4 separate regions of the Mus musculus genome follow, and regions 1, 2 and 3 are each linked to region 4. The links are chromatin contacts, called in public Hi-C and promoter capture Hi-C maps. All regions are on one chromosome and are shown on one strand. The core of a region is the stretch at or near the end of the contact, and the rest is flanking DNA. Distances in the headings are between cores, read along the strand shown.

What was found. Promoter capture Hi-C pulls out the DNA fragments that hold promoters and counts their contacts. Hi-C and Micro-C count contacts between places; a contact is called where the count stands out from the background.
Region 1: a promoter capture Hi-C map of pre-B cells shows a contact between it and region 4, with 2.4 times the contacts expected there. The contact joins the promoter of Itgav here to the promoter of Dnajc10 in region 4. A contact is called at or near these places in 2 of 39 promoter capture datasets (cranial neural crest and pre-B cells) and 1 of 484 Hi-C or Micro-C datasets (pre-B cells).
Region 2: a Hi-C map of B cells shows a contact between it and region 4, with 7 read pairs. The contact joins the promoter of Plekha3 here to the promoter of Dnajc10 in region 4. A contact is called at or near these places in 2 of 39 promoter capture datasets (the C10 cell line and pre-B cells) and 3 of 484 Hi-C or Micro-C datasets (B cells, cerebral cortex and natural killer cells).
Region 3: a promoter capture Hi-C map of pre-B cells shows a contact between it and region 4. The contact joins the promoter of Zc3h15 here to the promoter of Dnajc10 in region 4. A contact is called at or near these places in 3 of 39 promoter capture datasets (cranial neural crest, liver and pre-B cells) and 3 of 484 Hi-C or Micro-C datasets (B cells, CD4 T cells and pre-B cells).

Annotation. Positions count from the first base shown.
Region 1 is chr2:83,723,111-83,725,971 of GRCm38.p6, forward strand. Itgav (integrin alpha V) reads left to right here and starts at 1,287. Exons shown (of 30, transcript NM_008402.3): 1 at 1,287-1,809. The coding sequence starts at 1,625.
Region 2 is chr2:76,673,983-76,676,858 of GRCm38.p6, forward strand. Plekha3 (pleckstrin homology domain-containing, family A (phosphoinositide binding specific) member 3) reads left to right here and starts at 1,333. Exons shown (of 8, transcript NM_031256.3): 1 at 1,333-1,652. The coding sequence starts at 1,613. Gm39860 (a long non-coding RNA gene) reads left to right here and starts at 1,659. Exons shown (of 2, transcript XR_866494.2): 1 at 1,659-1,868; 2 at 2,011-2,876.
Region 3 is chr2:83,643,239-83,646,240 of GRCm38.p6, forward strand. It overlaps Zc3h15 (zinc finger CCCH-type containing 15), which reads left to right and starts at 1,340. Exons shown (of 10, transcript NM_026934.3): 1 at 1,340-1,489. The coding sequence starts at 1,415.
Region 4 is chr2:80,313,696-80,316,757 of GRCm38.p6, forward strand. It overlaps Dnajc10 (DnaJ heat shock protein family (Hsp40) member C10), which reads left to right and starts at 1,771. Exons shown (of 23, transcript NM_024181.2): 1 at 1,771-2,110.

The DNA.
Region 1 (2,861 bases), core at 37-2,536, 3.4 Mb after region 4:
TTTTTACATTTTAAAAATCAACTTGCTTAACCCAACTAAGGCTATCCACACCCCCACACATGATTACTTATGTTATGAGATGAATGCATGCTGACACTGAGGTGTTTTTTCTGCTGTGTGAGACAGGGATCTTCTTATGTTGACTGGGCTCAGGGGGGCCTACTGCCTCTGTGCTTAGTCTGGGACTGATTTTTAATAACTGTTTTGGGAAAATAGTTCAAATTCTCCACTACTTTACTTGGAAGTATGCAAGGCCTAAGCAATGCATTTATATTTAATCATTTTATCCTATTGACCAAATTCTTCATTCCTTCTTCTTTCTTCGTCTCACCCTTCTCCTCTTCCTCCTCTTCCTTCTTATCTTGCTCCTCCTCTTCCTCTTCCTCCTCCCTTCTGAGACAAGGTCTTACCTGTAGGCCTGGCCAGCCTGGAATTTGCTACACAGACCAGATCCTCCTGCTTCTCACTTCATGGTGCTAGGATTAAAAGCATTTGCCACCACATTAAAAGCATGGATCACCACTCCCGGCCCATTCATCAAATTGTTTAGCACTTGATATACATAGAACACAGGAATACTGAGCAAATTTACAAAAACAAACAAAAAAAAACCAAAAAAAACCAAAACAAAACAAAAAAGACTTATTTTGTGTGTATGGGTGTGACCCACGTACATGCCTGATACACACAGAGGCCAGAAGAAGAATTGGAACTGGAAAGCAAGAAACAGAAAAGAAAAAAGGAAAGGAAGTAAAAGAAAGAAAAGAGAAGATCCAAGCACAGGCTTGAAGTCTTCTGGGTGGATTTGAGAGGCTCATCACCTAAACTTTGCCTTGCAACGTTTTTGTCAGCCAGTGAGATCCAGTTCCACACACCGCATCCGGGAGGAGCTGTGCTAGCCCTCTGGGAGTTTATAATTAAGTTCAGTGTGTGGAGGATGGAAGGGGAGGGAAATGGCATATAATTACAGAGTTCTGTTGGTGAGCGCCTGCCGGGCTAAGTGGCAGAAGTAAGAGAAGCGGATAAAGCTTTCCGCATTCTTAAACAAAAGTCCCTCAGAAGTGCCTGGAGGAACCAGGGAACGGGGTGTGCCTGGTTCTTTTTCTTTTGATTGCAGCCAGTCCCCGGCTTGCAGGGCTTCGGCTGGAGGCGCGCTGCCACTGCCCCCCTGGTCCTTTGGATCTGGGCCGCAGTCCCGGGACAGCCTCGGAGGACCGGCCGCCAGCGCGCACGGAAGTGCGCCCGGCCTTCTCCTGTGGGAGGCCACCGTGAGCGCGACTTCCTCTTTCGGCGGGGCGGCCCGGCCTGGCCGGCTCCTCCTCCTCCCCGGCCTCCTCCCCCAGTCCGGGCTGCTCACGGTTCCGAGGTACTGTGCTCGCCCCGCCACTTCTCAGCGCCAGGCACCGCGCGAGCCAGCGACAGAGCCGGAGTCCCGGGTCGGACACCGCTCCTCCTGGGTGCCGCCCGGCTCAGCTTCGCGCCGCCCGGCCGCCCCGCCGCCCTTGACCGCAAGCGCACAGCACAGCTCGGCAGTTCGGGGGCGCGCAGGCGGCGGGCCGCGGCCACCGAGCACCGGGACAGGGACTGAAGTCTTTCGGCTCTGCGCCCCGCGCGCGCCCCGGCGATGGCTGCTCCCGGGCGCCTGCTGCTACGCCCTCGCCCCGGCGGCCTCCTGCTGCTGCTGCCGGGTCTCCTGCTGCCCCTCGCCGACGCCTTCAACCTGGACGTCGAAAGTCCCGCCGAGTATGCGGGTCCCGAGGGAAGTTACTTCGGATTCGCCGTGGACTTCTTCGAGCCCAGCACGTCCTCGTAAGTGGCCGCGCTCGAGTCCCCAGGCGCCCCCTCCCCCACCGCGCACCCTCAGCGGATCCGCACCCAGCCGCTGGCTCCAGGGTCCTCCCGGCCCCAAACCCGCCTACTCTCTCCATGCCGCGGCTGGCCCAGGTCTGGCATGGATGAAACTTTTGTGGGGATGACCTAACCTGACACTCAGCATCCAGTTTCACCGTGTCCCCAACTTCTTCTGATTGGCTGGGGACAGTGCGAGAGAGCTTTGAAGGAGCTCTGTTAAGCATCCAGGAAAAGTGAGACATCTGTACAGGCTTGTCCTGCGAGACTTTTGGCCATCTCTTGTCATTCCGTAACTTGCTTCACTTGGCCCCAGAATTTTTTTCTTCCGTATCAACCAGTTAGCCTCTTCCTAGTGCTTTTTGCTTTCTGAAATTAGCTCTTCCTTCGTCTGATTCTCTCTCTCTCGCTCTCTCTCTCTCTCTCTCTCGGTTTTTTTCCCACTCCTCTTCTAGACACTCCGATGACTAAAGTGACCAAATTGTTGTATTAATTTGTAAAGGACTATGAGACCTTTGCGCGTTTAAGGTCCACCAGATGAATGGAATGCGTCATCTGCTCCTTTCTAGTCCACTATTTAGGTCATTGTTCAGACAGAGCGAGGGTGTTTGCTGAGTTTTCACTCTCTGCAGGTCACTTCAATGCTGAAGAATACAGCAGGTCACGTAGGCTTTCAAATTACTCACGTCCCGTGTTGCAAAGTTCCTGAGGATTTGTGACGGCTAATGTCGTGTTTTTGGATTAAAGTTGTCTTTGACTCAACGCTGGCATCATTCTCATCCCTACTAGTGTAGGAAACCCCGATTAAATTGATGTTTTTCATGTCTATTACATTGTATTTCCAAAGAAACGGTTTCTTTAGTTACTTCTTAGTGTACCCCTTGGGGTAACAACATATTTTTTTTTTACCACAAACCCCCAACTCCCCCCCCAATTTAGTTTTGGGGAGGTGCAAGGCATAATTTTGATGGGTAGGTGATACAAGGTTCATTTGAAGGTGACCTAAGTATTTG
Region 2 (2,876 bases), core at 83-2,582, 3.6 Mb before region 4:
CTGACTATTGAACATTTTGTTCCAATTTCACAGCTGGCTAATAGACAACAGAGATTAGTCCAGTCTCTTGATATATCCCCCTTATCCTTTTAGTATGATAAACCTTTCAAACAACACAAAACTCGAATTTTATGGTAAGTGTCAGATGCCCTCCACAGTTGAACTATCATTACTGAACTCTATGTGATTTGTTGAATATTCAGCTCGTCGATTCCCCAAGTGGACATCCCGATCACCCTATTCAGTCAGCCTTCCTGGAAGGATAAGCCAGGGATTTCACTACCTCAATACTGACTCTGCTTTATGCAAAGTAATTGGAATTTGCAAAACTTTCTAAATCTAAAAGTTGTCAAGTGTGTAAGGACGCCCTTCCAAGTGAGATTAAAAAAAAATTAAGAGAAATCCTTTTAAAAACAAAACAAAAATAGGATGCACGATACCTTCTTAACATTTTTCTTCTTAACCTCTTCTTTCCTGTGTGTGTGTGTGTGTGTGTGTGTGTGAGAGAGAGAGAGAGAGAGAGAGAGAGAGAAAGAGAGAGAGAGAGAAGGGGGGTCTGTCTGGCCTAGAAGTCACTGCGTAGACCAGGCAGGCTTGGAACTAACAGAACTCATCTGCCTTCCTCTGCTTCCTAAATGCTGGTATTAAAGGCATACATCGTGATGTATGACATTAAAAGAAAAAAAAATGTGTGTGTGTGTGGGGGGGGGGCCGGGGGGGGGATGCGTGTAACATGGCCCATGTGTAAATGAGGTTCTTTCCTTCCACTGTGTGAGGCCCCCAGGACAGTACTGGTCAAGCTCCCGGAGGCAAGCGCTTTACTTGGAAAGCTATCTTGCCAACCCTAGTTCCATAAGACCTTGTTGGAGGACCTCTCTGGCCTGCATACTACTTTCTTAAAAGAAGGATGTAGCCCAGGCTGGCCTTTGGTCCTTCCTGCCTCAGCCTCTAGAGTGCTGGGATTACAGGGCCTTGCCATTGCTCCAGCTTTTCCTAGGAGGTAACTTCCTACTTCCCCGGAGTGTGAGCACTGGAAGCTCCAAGAAATGAGCAACCCTTGATTTTATTGAAAAAGATCCGAAGGAGGCGAGGCCTTCGGCAGCCGCCTTGTGCAGGATGCCCCGGGAGTTGGTCTGCTGCGGACTGGAGATGTCCGGATGCGGGGCAGCCGGGGAGCGGGGGACCGCGGAGCCGCCCCACGAGGGCGCGCGGCGCAGCCTCGGGCACGCGGCCGTCCCGCAGCCCCGCCGCCGGGGAGGGGTTTCGTGGGCCGAGCCGGCCCCTTTCATCCAGGAAGTGAAAGCGACGTCGGGGTCAATGAAAACAAGCCGGGAAGCCCGAGGGGAAGGAAGGCAGGCGTGCAGGAGGGCAGCGCCGGGGCTCGTGGAGCGGTGGCGGAGCGGGAGGGCGGCGGGCGCTGGGGTCGTCCCGGGGGTCGCCGCGCCGTTCCCGCTGGGGATGTCCGCGCCTCGCGGCCTCCGAGCAGCACGGGGCGCCCGCCGGCCGGGCCTCTGAGGGCCGCCGGGTCGGGGCGGAGGGCTGCGGGCCCGCGCCTCCGCAGCAGCGCGGCCGGCGCCGGGCCAGGAGGATGCGCGGCGCCGGGCTCTGAAGCATGGAGGGGGTTCTGTACAAGTGGACCAACTATCTCACAGGTACGGGGCGGGCGGCGTGGGGCGGCGGGCAGTCGGGCCCTTGGGCACCCCCTGGCAAGCCGCGGCACTCAGTTCCGCGCTCGATGCCCTCCGACCCTTCCACTGCCCCTCGTGGGGCCCATTACGGGCCTCTTCGATTGGGAGTTCGAGACTGCGTACCAGCCTGAGGATGGGACACCACCAAAAACCTGCACTGCCCCTTGTGCCTCGGAAACAGTATCCCATCATCTCTTTTATCCACTGTCTCCTTCATCCACGCTCTATGGACAGCATTTGTAAAGTGTGTGTGTGCATTTGATTTTAAGATTTTTTTTTTTTTTTTTTTTTTTGTATATTCCTTTACATTTTCTTACCACAGGTTTGAAAGTCCACTTGTTGCGGCTGGCTGAGCTCATCAAGTGTGCTTTTGGAAGCTATCCTCAGAGAAGGTTCTTAAGGATTGGTTTTCTGTGAGGTTTGGGAATTTGGGTAATTGTGAGACATAGTGGAAGAAAGCACATTTTTAACACCACGGGAATTCGAGTCATTGTGAGAAATGGTTGGAAGTGCAGCCCAGAAGGAGCGGGCAAGTTTCCCTGGTGGGGTAGTTAGAAGAAAGCTGTTTGTATAGAAATGGGATCAGCAGCAGGGGGCTGTCCCTGCCTGTGATATTGGAAGTCTGGCTTTTAAAACACACCTTAAATCCATACATACTCTGTGATCTTTGTAAGAACTAACACCAAAGGCAGGTGGTATTCATTCAGGACCCCAGTTGGATAGGCCTGGGTGGTTAGCCATTTTGTCCCAGAGGTACTTTCCAACCTCTGAATCCCATGATCTCACTGAACTAGAGGAAAACCGGCGGCTTGAAGGGAATTGTGGGCAGTTCTCAGATTCTTAGTTACAAAGGATGGGCAGTTGTCATCTTGCTGCTGCTCACATACTCTGCCCAGTATTGAGCATCCTGTGATGCACTCAGCTAGTGTTCATCTAACTTGTGGGGAGCTGCAGGCAAACCCTGCTAGGGCTAAATGCTTGGTTGTATCTGGCTAGAGCCAGATTTACGATAGCCAGCGGCTTGATGTTTATAATGCACCGTGTTTTCTGCTCGAATGGAAAACCAAATAATCATGCAAATGACAGTTTTTTACTGGAAGCCTTGAGACATCAGGCCGACACTTTTTGCTAAGAGTTTTCCTTTGGGCCCTTGCGGGCACTGATTGCTGGTGGAGGTGCGGTATCAGC
Region 3 (3,002 bases), core at 90-2,589, 3.3 Mb after region 4:
AATTCTTTAAAATTAGAGACATTAAATGAATCACTAAAAAGGGGGATATTAAGATTACTACATTCTGCTACTACAGGAATTCTTAATCAACTTCTGAAGAATAAATAATACAGAAAAGTAAACTGTCACAGTGTTCCACAAAGGCTCCTGTTGAGTTGGGTGACACTCCTAGGGAGAGTGGAACACATGAAGGGAAGTAGATCACTGGGGAAAGCCCTTGAAAGGAATATTGGGTCCCCTGCCCCTAAGTGTCTCTTTTTGCTTTGGTTGCCATCAGATGAACACTGTCCATTTCCCTCATGGTGGCATTAGGGTTCCAAAGTAGTTTTCTGCTTATGAAATTGTTGAAAAACTAATAACTCCCTTCTCTGGAAGGATGATTCTTCTGTTAATCAATGTAGGTAAAACAGTAACCATGCAAAAGAACAGCCATTCATTGTGTGCTTTTTTAAAGTCAGTATTTGGCTGAATAAAAAATAGTAGATTCATTTGCATATCAAAAGCCATACTTTTGGTTTAGTCTACAATATAAACAGAGCCCTGAAGCAAGACTAACCAGGCTGAAATTCTTATCTTGGATTTTACATTTAGCCACCTTTCTTTCTGCGTTTCATCTCAAACAGTGCTAACAGTTAACCATTCGTACCTCAGTGTAGATGTAATGAGTGAAATCGTGTGTGTAAAGTCATTATGGAATTTACCAAACACTTAAACTAACCTTAAATTGGGCTTGGCCCATACTGTTAGGCTAGTTTGACATAGTAAAATAGTGATTTTTTTTTTTCCGGAATCGTTAAGGCAGCCCCCTAAAATTAGTACAGGACTTGAAGAGAAACTAAGGATTTCACCCACTAGGACTCCACGTCTGACGATCTCCAAATGAAACTTTATTTCTTTACGCAACTTCATACTGAAGGTGCTGCATTGCAACCCTGCCCCTCCAGAGGACAAGACAGTAGCTCATAATTGATGCAGCCGCTCCGTGATTACTCAAGATGGTACTGTCCAGTGCTAACTAGATCTAGAACTCTCTACGCCAGGGGTCTATACAAGTGAGGTGAGGAGGCATCACTCGCGGTGCTAATGAAGGACGAAGCCAAGCAAGTGGCAAGCGCCTCACCAAAAGGAGGCGTCACACGCCGCGCCTTTCCCAGTTCCCACGTCTCATCCACGCCCCCTCCCGGCTCGGCGCAGCCGGAGCGCACGCGCAGCTCCACTTCCGGGCGCCTCGCCTCGCGCCCCACAGTGCATAGCGGCGCCGTGCTGTCGCAAAGGCCACATCCGGGCGGCGAATGAGCGAGTCGCTTTCCGTGCGCTGCGGCGGCGGCTGGGTCTTCCTGCTCCCGCCGAGCTGCCGGACGCCCCGACGGTAGCCATCTGCGTCGCAGTCGGCCCGGTGCCCCCCGCCTCCGCGATGCCCCCCAAGAAACAGGCTCAGGCCGGGGGCAGCAAGAAGGCGGAGCAGAAGAAGAAGGAGAAGATCATCGAGGTACGTCCCCTCCCCCTCCCCGCCGCACCGGGCTGGGGCTCGCCGGGCTGCGGAGCGCGGCTCCCCGGGGCCACGTGTCGGCGCCCGGCCCGGTGGGCCCCGACTGAAGTGGTTCTCGCCGCCCCTCATCGCTGTAGTGAGGCCGCTGCGCCCCCGCGCTCGCCGCGTCTCCACCCACGCGCCCGCCGCGCCCACTCGGCCGCCCAGGGACCCCCGGCCCGGCCTTTCGATGCTCACGACTTTCCGCGGCTCCTCGGGCTGTGCCTGAAAAAACAAGCTGAGTGGCGCTCTGGAAGGCCCCTCCTGACTGACCTGACGCCTTGGGTTTGGTTTTTTTCTTTATCAGGCAGTGAGAGGTAGCGCTGTTCATTTTCAAGAGCCAGCGGACTATTTACCACTTTTTTGTTGTTGTTGTTTCTTTTGGTGTTTGGTCCATCTGGAAACTTTCGTGTCAAGAACAGAGGTTTCCCAAAAAGCGTGGCCCAGCGGTTTTGTACAGAATGCTTCGTTCATACATGGAGTCTGAATTAAACGTAGGCTCTGTCACAGTACCTATGTTAAATTGGGAGCTCCCAGTTTACCTACACACACACACACACACACACACACACACACGAGCGTCTTTTAATGCATTGAACTTGTAGGCATTCAGTGAGTGAGGCAAGGTACTGATGTTCTTAAATGTTCCTCAGGTTACAACGATTGTCTACTTGAGTTTCCTTAAGATAGGTAATGAAATTTCACATTCGATAAACGTATTTCTTCCATACTAATCCTCATTTAAAAGTAAATGGTACCTCATAGACTTGGATGTAGTTGGAAGAAAAGATGACTATTTTACAGCATCTGAGTATAAAGTAACCTTTAGTAGGCTCGTTCTTATTAAAATAGCCAGAATGAATGTTTGGGGTTTCGAAATGAGATGTTTGCTTATGATCGTTTTTTTTCAACATTTGATTGTTATAGCCTTGAAAGATAGAAGTGAGAATTCGCCAGGGTTCCTTTATACACGCTAATGAGATTAATCTTTTGTCAGATTGTATGTAGTTAAAGTTGGCTGATTTAATTTAAATAAAATTAATGTGAACACATCTAATAATTTACTGACTGTTGGAGTTCTAAGGTAGAACTGCCGTAGCCAAACATCTGGAAGCAAAACTGTTGCCAAGCAGTGCTGGTGTGTGCCTTTCATCTCAGTAGACAGTTTGCCTGGTCTACAGAATGGCCAGAGCACACAGAGAAACTCTTGTCCAAGGGAAAATAAAAGAAAGAAAAATAATTGTCACCTTTACATCTGAAGAAAAAAATCAGGATTTGGGAGACTTAAATCTCTGGGAATAATAATCTGGTGGCAATTCAATATTGTGCCAACAAAGGACATTCAGAAATAGCATTTTACTTACAAACTACTGAGATTGAATAAATATAAAATAGACCACAAAACAGTAAAATTTCCATTCAAAAATAAATGTTACAAAACATTATAGAATGTATTTCAGGCCACTTGGACCTA
Region 4 (3,062 bases), core at 521-3,020:
CAGAAAAAAAGAAAAATAGCTCCTTACTAGATCCTCATACTGGGAAGTCTTACTGATAATTGGAAAAACCGGAATCTGACATTTGTGGACTAGACACTGATAATGTGTTCACAGAAACTTCCCATATTCGAAGGTTGTACTTTTAAAAGAAAGCATCCCATCTGTGAAAAAAACACACACTAGTTTTGGGGGGTGGGGGGGGTCATGGGAGAAGTCAACTTACTCCCAAACTTTTGAGAAAAACAATTTTTTTGTACTACAACATTTAATTCCTTGTAACTTTAAGATCATTTCAAATTAAGCAAAGTCATCCTTACATAAAACATTTCATCACTTAAAACTCTTCTTCAGCTTCCCATTGAAAAGGGGGAGGACTTTTAAGTTTATTTTTAAAGATTTGTTTATTTTTATGCACATTGGTGTTCTGCCTACATGTCTGTGCAAGAGTGCCAGAGCCTCTGGAACTGCTGTTACAGATAGTTGTGGGCTGCCATGTGGGTGTTGGGAATTGAACTCTGTCTTCTGGAAGAGCAGCCAGTAATCTTAACCACTGAGCCATAAAACCTCTTAAAATGAGCTGAAAGCTGTTGGATGGTCGTTTCTACCTTTTGGTCTTACTGTGATCTGTGTTTCATATTTTTTCCTTCCTAATTACAGATATATTTGAATAACTAACAGGCTAATGTGTCCCTCTATCATCCAATTTATTAGGAGCAGAAAGTCTTTGCTCTTGTTACCCACCAGTACATATCCCAGAGAAGAGAAAATGTTTTACACACTGCTTTAAATTACTTGTGGCATGCTGCCTGTGTGTCTGTGTTTTCTCTGCTTTTCCTTTCCTAAGCATCTCCTTTGAATCCTCCCTTCAGGAGTTGCAAACTATGTAAGATGCAACTCCAGTCCTTTACAATAAAGCTTTAAGAAGCTTCCTTACCATCTAAAAATATAAGTTGAAATGTATTCACTATGGTAACAAAAACCTATTAGTTTCCACTTGATTCTTCAGTTCTCTGTTTTGCTTTTAGATTTTTTTCTAAGGAGTTTTGGATCACCGTGGCATAATGAACTAGGTTGTTTAAGTGTTAATCTTATTTTCCTCAATTTTTAGTTACCCATTTATTTTCCATTTTGACATGTGTATGATAATCAGCTGTATCTCCCGAGAATATTTTAGGGCTGAGTTAACGCGTGTGTACTTCGGCCAGTTCCTGGTACAGGTTAACAGCTGCTACTTCAGGCTCTTTCTGATATTTCTGCCTTTGTTCGTTATACTTCCGCTTCTTTCCTACAATATGTTGGTTTAGCAACAGGTCCTACAGCCATAAAATTATTAACTGACATCTGGTTAACTACCCAAAGACTCACTATCAATTTCTACTTATTTCAAATCACTACCACCAGCTTCCATCACTTCCTCTTTCAGGGACTTTAATGTGTCTACTTCAACGGTCAAAGTGTCATGACTCAAACACTGCAGTTTCTGTAACAAATCCAGTAAAGGAGAGGATCAGAAGGCAGATTCACAAATCCAGAAATCCTGTAGAACGCTTCATATTTGTTGATACATAAAAGTTGTAAACAATTTTATTTCTAGAAAACTTTAATTATTCTGTCCGGTCCCTGGCAACGGGGTCAATTCAGACAAGTTCTCCACTTTCTGCCAAATCTGCCCTTTCAAGGATACCCACCCTTTAACCAAACCTCCAGAGAGCCGGATCTCTCCACCCGGGTTTTCCCGTCGCCCTGGCAACGGGACCGGAAAAGGCGGGCTTCACACCCTTCCTTCCGCCAGCGGTTGACTACGGCCGCAAGATGCCTGTGGGCCGCGCTGCGGGATGCTTCCCTATCTCTGGCTAGGAGCGGGACCCGCAGCCACCGCCGCAGCCACACAGAAGGCCACGTCAGCCTCGGCGGTCCCACCCGTCCCTCCCTGCTGGCCACCCGTCGGCCTTCGCCCACGCCTTTCCCACAATGCCCCGCGCCAGGCCCCGCCCCGCCGGCGCGACGGGAGCGGCAGAATTGCTGCTGCGCGCGTTCGCAGGCAGCGTCCGGTCCTGCCGGGTCCGGAGCTCGGCGACCTGAGGATGGGGCAGTAGCTGAGGACGCCGAGGTGGGCGCGGGCCGGGCTCCACGCACTGCGGGGGCATCAGGGAGGGAGGACGCCAGACCCATCCCACCGCCTCGGTGCCCCCATTGCGCCGGGTTTTCACGGCCCCCTCCACCCCACCTCTGCGAGCCCCCTTCTGCTCGCACTTTCTAACTCGGGGTCTCTCTCCCTGGTCCGACCTGGGACCTCAAGGCGCACCCTTGCCAGCCCCGTACCCTCTGTCTTTCGCCTCTCCCCGATCCCGCTCTGGAGCGGTGGCAGCATCCCTCATTAACACTGCGTTTACCTGCAGCCTCACTGGCCCCAGGCTGTTCAGTTATTCCCAGGCTTTGCCTGAACCCACCCTAAGCCGAGGGACACCTTATCCCAAAGTCGCCTTTGTTGAGATTTGTTCTTCATTTGTTTTCCTTCCTGATGGTTGTCAGTCTGGGTATTTCTGTTTTACTGTCAGTATATTTTACAAAGGGCTATTAGGGGAGGCGGGTGAAAAAAGGGAGTTAGACGTGAGGTGAGGCCTGTTCCCAGGTAAGGAGAAATACTTAGAAACATATCCGGACTTAAGGGAAGAGAGCTGAAACTGAGGAGGTTAGGGAAGTTAGATCTTTTTTTTTTCCCCCAAAGCATTTGAAGATATTAAAGAGGACTAGTTTAGCTGTAAGGTTAAATGTTAGGGTTTTACCCTCAAGCAATGCCTGGTGCTCTTTGTTTTCCTAGTTTTTACTCCAGACAGGAGCTTTACAGTGAAATTGCATTGATTTGCAATTATTATAAAATATCTTCTCTTGGTGCTAACACTTTAGAGAACTTGTGTGGCCTGCTTTTTTAAGTTATCTATTTTTATACTGATGTTCTTAAACGGTTATGTAAAAAAGTACAACCCTCTTGGAAAAGCTTCATGCTTCCTTGTTTTTCCCTCGAAGGCATTCTCTACAAATGAGATTAGATTTAAAAAAGG